Linked DNA regions of Triticum aestivum: region 1 is linked to region 2. A link is a contact called in public Hi-C data. All regions are on one chromosome and are shown on one strand. The core of a region is the stretch at or near the end of the contact, and the rest is flanking DNA. Distances in the headings are between cores, read along the strand shown. Region 1 holds the start of LOC123138380 (universal stress protein PHOS32). Region 2 holds the start of LOC123134610 (temperature-induced lipocalin-1).

Region 1 (3,159 bases), core at 600-3,099, 560 kb after region 2:
GCGCAAAGATGGCACTGGTAAGATGTTCTGATTGATATTCTCCAGAAACTGCTTCCATTATGGGTTAGGGTTCCAGAAATGTCATTCCATCTTAAGAGTATATGCTCTTATGTTTGTAAAAGAAAATTCAGAATAGACGGCTAGCATGGAGTAAAATGTTGATATACAAGAATAAAGTGCATCTTTCCGCCATTTGAAATTTAGCTATTTGTATTTATATTTAAATGCCATTTGTTTCTTTTTAGTGCTATGTAATCTTGTGTATATTTATATAAAAATACAGGCCTGGATATTCCAGAAAGACCTTCCTAGCAGTAGGTGCTTATGCCCGATCATTCTGATGGTATACATCAACTGCCAACTAACAGGTCCCAGCTTCTGCTGGGTTTCATTGAGAAGCAACCGAAAGAATTTTGTATATAAAAGAAACTTTCACTTTTAGATGCTCTTCAGAAACTTGAGTAACCATTCAACTTTGGTGGGCCTGCCTAGTCATTCACATAAACGAAAATAAACAACTGAACAAGTCTGTAGGCATTTTTTCTTACAAATAGTATGTAAGAAACAACAGAAATGTAGTATAACTAGAATATAACAGATGAAAACACACTGAATTTGCACTACAAGGATAGCCAGGAAATCCAAAGAGGCAAATATCACTATCCTCTTAAATAGCACCATTTGCACCTATGCTGACGGACCAATGAACACGCAAGCTAGCCCATCATTCCAGAAGTGACATCTTCAAGCAAGTGATCCATTTGGTCCGCGCACCACTGTGACGGGGCAGGTTGCATTGTTGACAACATAGTTGCTGACGCTTCCAAGGAGTGCCCTGCATCAAGGTCCAAGGAGATGTAGAAATATGAGAAAACTCTGATTAGCCATTTACTAGATCCTCATAGTTTACTCGACAAAAGTTTCAGATGTTCTACCTTTTTAAGGGCCCTAATCCCCTGCAACCAAGCACAACAGAGTCGACCTTGAGATCATCTACTGCCTCACAAAGTTTCTCCCTTGCATCACCCCAGTATATTTTTGCCAGTATTTCCACCTGATCCAACCAACATGGGATCGATCTCTAATTAGCAGCACATTTTCATTGCCTGAACTGGCCTTATGAATTCAACATAGATAATTGTATGGACAATTCAGTAGTTGATGTAGGCTATTACCTGCTTGGACTTGGACTCAGCCTGCAGGATCTCCAGCACCTCCTTGTCCGGGTTGACCCCGTACCGCGCCTGCACGTTCATCTCCATGAACTCCAGCAGAGGGATCAGAGCTTCAGTCGCAGGTAAAAACACAAACGATGGTGTCAGTTGCAATCATAGCGAAACAGAAAAGAGTCGAGTGTGCTACACAACAGAACAGAGGATTCAGTGTCTGGAGTCTGGACACATACGTGAACCGGTGCTCTTCCAGAGGCCCTTGTGGCTGGCGTCTGCTCCCTTGGGTAGGACGTGGATGAGGATGATGCGGTCGCCGGCCTTCACCAGGTTCTCGACCACCCACCTCGTCGCCGCCTTGCTGGACGGCGAGTAGTCCATCGCGAGGCCGATGGTGCGCTTCCCGGCCGCCATGTCTGCGAGAGTTTCTGGACGAAGGTGTTGAAGGAAGCTGTGAGCAAAGAGGAGGTGTTGGGAGAGGAGGCACTAACCAATGTGCAGCAGTGCTATTTCTGGGTTAAGGATTGTGCCCCAATCAGCGGTATTTAAGGTGGTTGGATTGGATGGTGTACAGCAAAATAGCCCCTGATGATCGCGAAGTTGCAGACTAGGTTGGCTTTTGGTTTTATTCGCCTTTTTGGGCAGAGGGGGGCGGGGTGGTGGCTTTATTCCTTGGAGCAAAACTGTTGCTCTGATGGATTCTTTCCTTTTTCTCACGGCTGTTGGGTCCTTGCCAGATGGGCAAAGCTATGATGGTAGATCGAGGTCCAGAAGGCTCTCCGGCTATCTGGAAAGCTCGGGAAGGGAACGGAACCGCTCCGTCCAAGTTTAGTAAAACTCCGGCTGGAAACAAATAATGTTTCCAACTGTAGTTTTCGGCCGTTTTAAATGTGGCGTAGAGGTTTTGGAGATTTTGGTGGCGTGGTTTGGAAATCTATGGGCTTTTTGCAAAAACCGGGGGCGGCCGGGCGGAGCATCGTGTTGTTTGGTTTTGTTATTTTCTGCACATGCGATGCAATAGGATATAAATATTATACTATGTTCCCGTGATTAATCTTTCCATATTAATTTGATTGTATAAATAAATGTTTATCAGATCCTGCCATTAATTTACCCATCTAAATAAATCTTAGGATTTTATTGGACAATCACTTTTTTTTAGCATCAGTACAGACACAAGCGCTCATATACACGCGCATACACTCACCCCTATGAGCACCTCCGAGAGACTGAGCCGGCATATCATCTTGAGAGTTACGAAGTCACCGTAGGCGCCTCGTCGTCGACGGGAACGTCTCCTCCCACTGAAAGCGCATCGCCGGAAATCCTGAAATAAATCCAGGAATAATGCGAGCACCAGGATTTGAACCCTGGTGGGTTGGGGATACCACTATCCACCTAACCATCTCAACCGCAGGTTGGTTCGCTATTGGACAATCACTTATTTGGTAAGAACTTATTGGCTTATTAAAAAAAATAATATAAAAATGGTCAATAAAAGGTAAGACAGTTAAGATAACTTTCAAGTAAAACCGATGAAAAAAAACTAGAGATGAGAGGAGGAAAAATCAAAAGAAAGAGGGAGGAGGAAACATATGTAAGGTTGGACGAACAGTTCTGCAGAAGGAACCTTGTGCATTTTCTACGGAAATCTTATCTGGCTGACGTTGCGACGTTGCCCAATCTCCATCCGATGGATGGCAGCTTTCGCAATAAAAAAAGCCCCTTGAAAGAACTGCCACCCCTCACTTCTAAAGGCAATATTTTCTTGAGACAACAAAACGCAGTAAAAACTGCCACCTCCCCCGTTCGGTTGCCATGCTGGCCCCGGCGAACGTTCGCCAGGTATGCGCGTTCATTTTCTAAGTTTATAATAATAATAATAATGATGATGATGATGATGATGATGATAATAATAATAATATAGATATAGAGATGGAGATATAGTGATTAGGTATAGAGATAAAGACATAGATATAGAGATAAAGAT
Region 2 (3,118 bases), core at 84-2,583:
CCGCGCGCCCTTTTGGGTGGCCCATGTGTGGGCTGGAACGTTCCCTTTTTGTTTCCTGTTTTTTTAATAATTTGGGATATCAAAAAGTTCTAAATTTTCAAAATTTACAAATTTTGACAAAAAAATCATGAATTCATAAAATGTTCGTGATTTCAAAATAAATGACCGGGAATATGTTCACGATTTAAGAGAATGTTCATGAATTTATAAAAATTGTTTCATGAATTTTAAAAAATGTTCATGATTTCAAAAAAAATTCTGCAAATTCAAATAATGTTCACGATTTAATAAAATTTTCATGAATTTTTTAAAAAAGGTTCATGATTTCAAAAAATATTCACAAATTCAAACAATGTTCATGATTTAAGAATGTTGAAGAGTTTGTAAAAAAATGTTCACAATTTTGAAAAATTGTTCATGAATTTTAACAATGTACACAATATCAAAAAAATGCTCATGATTTATGAGAATGTTCACGAATTTGTAAAAAGAATGTCATAAATTTTAAAAATGATAATTTTTTGGAAATGTGGTCATTAATTTAAAAAGTATTCATGGTTTAAAAAAAATGTTCATGAAGTTATAAATGTTCAGTTTTCCAGTTAATGTTCATGATTTCAAAAAATGTCCACAATTTAGCAGAATGTTCATGAATTTATAGAAAAAATGTTCATCATTTTATTTTATTTTCACAATTTCAAAAAATGTTCGGGCCAAAACCGGTTGGAATGAAATGCGTGCGGAAAAATAAATAAAAAATAAAATCCAAAGGGAGCGCCGGAAACATGACACGTAGCAGCAGCTTAGAGCACGCTAAGTGGCGCGCCCTCAGCCCACCCAAGTGAACCTTGGGGGCTCCCCAACGAGCGCTTCTCAGGTATTCCCTCCGTCTCAAAATCCTAAAACGTGACTTGATACATCTGTATTTAGGTAAATCTAAGGCAAAATTTTTGAGACGGAGGGCGCAGTTGCTCCCGTATTGCTCACCTCTTGTCCTAATGCATCAACAAGGACGGGCTCCCGTATTGCTCACCTCTTGCCCTGTTTTCCAGGTGAAGCCGTCCCAAAAGGACCATTAGTACTTAAAAACCTTCAGCGAAGACTCATCTATTTACCGCACACGGACGGCAAATAGGATTCGTCCTTGTGTCCAGCTGCCATGGAGCAAACGGTGTGACTTGCCTAAGAAAAAATGAGCAAACGGTGCGACTTGCCTAAGAAAAAAAGAGCAAACGGTGTGACTTCAAACGGCGACTTTAATCTTGGTCCCAACGTATCGCCCACAGCCCTCCACGTCTCCCGCACCAGCCTTTATTGCCAGCACCATCCCTATCCCCTCTCCAAACCCCACTTTGCATCCATCCCTATCGCCGTCTCTCCTCAACCCACGCCGCCCTCGCTTCCTCCCCTCCCCCGAGCCCCCTCACGCACGCACAACCTATGGCGGCCATGAAGGTGGTGCGGAACCTCGACCTGGAGCGGTACATGGGCCGGTGGTACGAGATCGCGTGCTTCCCGTCCCGGTTCCAGCCCAAGGACGGCGCCAACACGCGCGCCACCTACACGCTCGGCCCCGACGGCGCCGTCAAGGTGCTGAACGAGACCTGGACCGACGGCCGCCGGGGCCACATCGAGGGCACCGCCTTCCGCGCCAACCCCGCCAGCGACGAGGCCAAGCTCAAGGTCAGGTTCTACGTGCCCCCCTTCCTCCCCGTCTTCCCCGTCATCGGCGACTACTGGGTGCTCCACATCGACGACGCCTATCAGTACGCGCTCGTCGGCCAGCCCTCCAGGAACTACCTCTGGGTACGTAATTCGATTGAATTGCGGTGCTGGTGGTGGTAGATCGATAACCAATCTAATCTCTGCCATGATGTGGGTGTATCGGTGTGTGTAGATCTTGTGCAGGCAGCCGCAGATGGACGAGGGCATGTACAAGGAGCTGGTGGAGAGGGCCAAGGAGGAAGGGTACGACGTGAGCAAACTCCGGAAGACGCCGCACCCGGAGCCGACGCCGGAGAGCCAGGATGCCCCCAAGGACGGCGGCCTGTGGTGGATCAAATCTCTCTTTGGAAAGTAGTAGGTGCCGCTCGCTCGCAGAAGCAGAGATGCAGTAGCACCAGCTGGTCTGCCTTGTACAGTTCAATCTAGTATGTTCGTCGCTGCAGGGAATATGAATATGTTTTGCTTGTTTGTGTCGAACTGTAGTGAGTATATGATCTGCAGAATAATCTGTTTGTCGGGTGAGGTCTGGCCGTGTTCTTACCTAAGAATTATCAAGACTGTTGCTTGCTCGGATTCAGAATAGCGCATGCTTGCTTGCTCGGCTTCAGGCTGGGTGATGCTTTGGTGTGATGGATCCTGGTGTCTACTCTGTTTTGCCTGTAATGGCGTTGACAGGGCTGGAAGGTCTGTGGACGTCCAGAGTTTGTTTTCATGATGGTCGCGGACTGTGGTGTGTTTGTTGTCTTGGTTGTTGCACTTTGATGTAGTATAGCCGACAGCCCCGATGAACGTCCGCTTCTTTTTCGCATAGAGTACGACTAGGCGGGCCATAAGAGCATCTCCAGCAGCCGTGCTATGCGCCGCGCGCAAAAAACTTGTTTGCCGCGTGCGCTTTGGCTGGTTTAGCGCGGCCGCGAGCGCTGGCTCCAGCAGCCGCGCTATAATGCAGCACGCGCGTGACGCTCCAGCAGCGCGCAAAAATACAGCGCGCGCGACTTAGCTTCAAAATGAATTTGAAACAATTATCAAAATGCAATGAACATGTGAAATTTGTCACAAACATCTTCCAACCAAGTTCATGCCCACAAGTTCATACCCACAAGTTCATCCAACCAAGTTCAAAATGCAAAGTAAAGTTCAAGACATATAAATGAAAGACACATCAAACATCTTTCTCGTCTTCGTCCTCATCTTCCGAAGACGATTCTTCCGCCTCCGAAGATGAATCTTCCTCCCTATCCTCATCACGCATCGCATCACGTGAAGCTCCGACGGTGTTGGCAAGATCTTCAACGGCATCTTCACGGGAATGTGTGTGAGGAGGCACATCGAAAGACATTTCACCCATGGTCGGAGGTGCACCCATGCCTCCCATAAGAGTAGCGAAACTCAT

The links. A called contact is a pair of places that touch in the nucleus more often than the background predicts.
Region 1: a Hi-C map of leaf shows a contact between it and region 2, with 3 times the contacts expected there. The contact joins the promoter of LOC123138380 here to the promoter of LOC123134610 in region 2. A contact is called at or near these places in 2 of 5 Hi-C or Micro-C datasets (both in leaf).

What each region holds. Positions count from the first base shown.
Region 1 is chr6B:628,627,060-628,630,218 of IWGSC CS RefSeq v2.1, forward strand. It overlaps LOC123138380 (universal stress protein PHOS32), which reads right to left and starts at 1,850. Exons shown (of 5, transcript XM_044558347.1): 1 at 1,661-1,850; 2 at 1,406-1,585; 3 at 1,176-1,285; 4 at 936-1,054; 5 at 463-835. The coding sequence starts at 1,583. The coding sequence ends at 745. It overlaps LOC123138379 (putative D-cysteine desulfhydrase 1, mitochondrial), which reads left to right. Exons shown (of 10, transcript XM_044558345.1): 10 at 1-225. The coding sequence ends at 31.
Region 2 is chr6B:628,069,566-628,072,683 of IWGSC CS RefSeq v2.1, forward strand. It overlaps LOC123134610 (temperature-induced lipocalin-1), which reads left to right and starts at 1,334. Exons shown (of 2, transcript XM_044553829.1): 1 at 1,334-1,806; 2 at 1,898-2,355. The coding sequence starts at 1,441. The coding sequence ends at 2,080.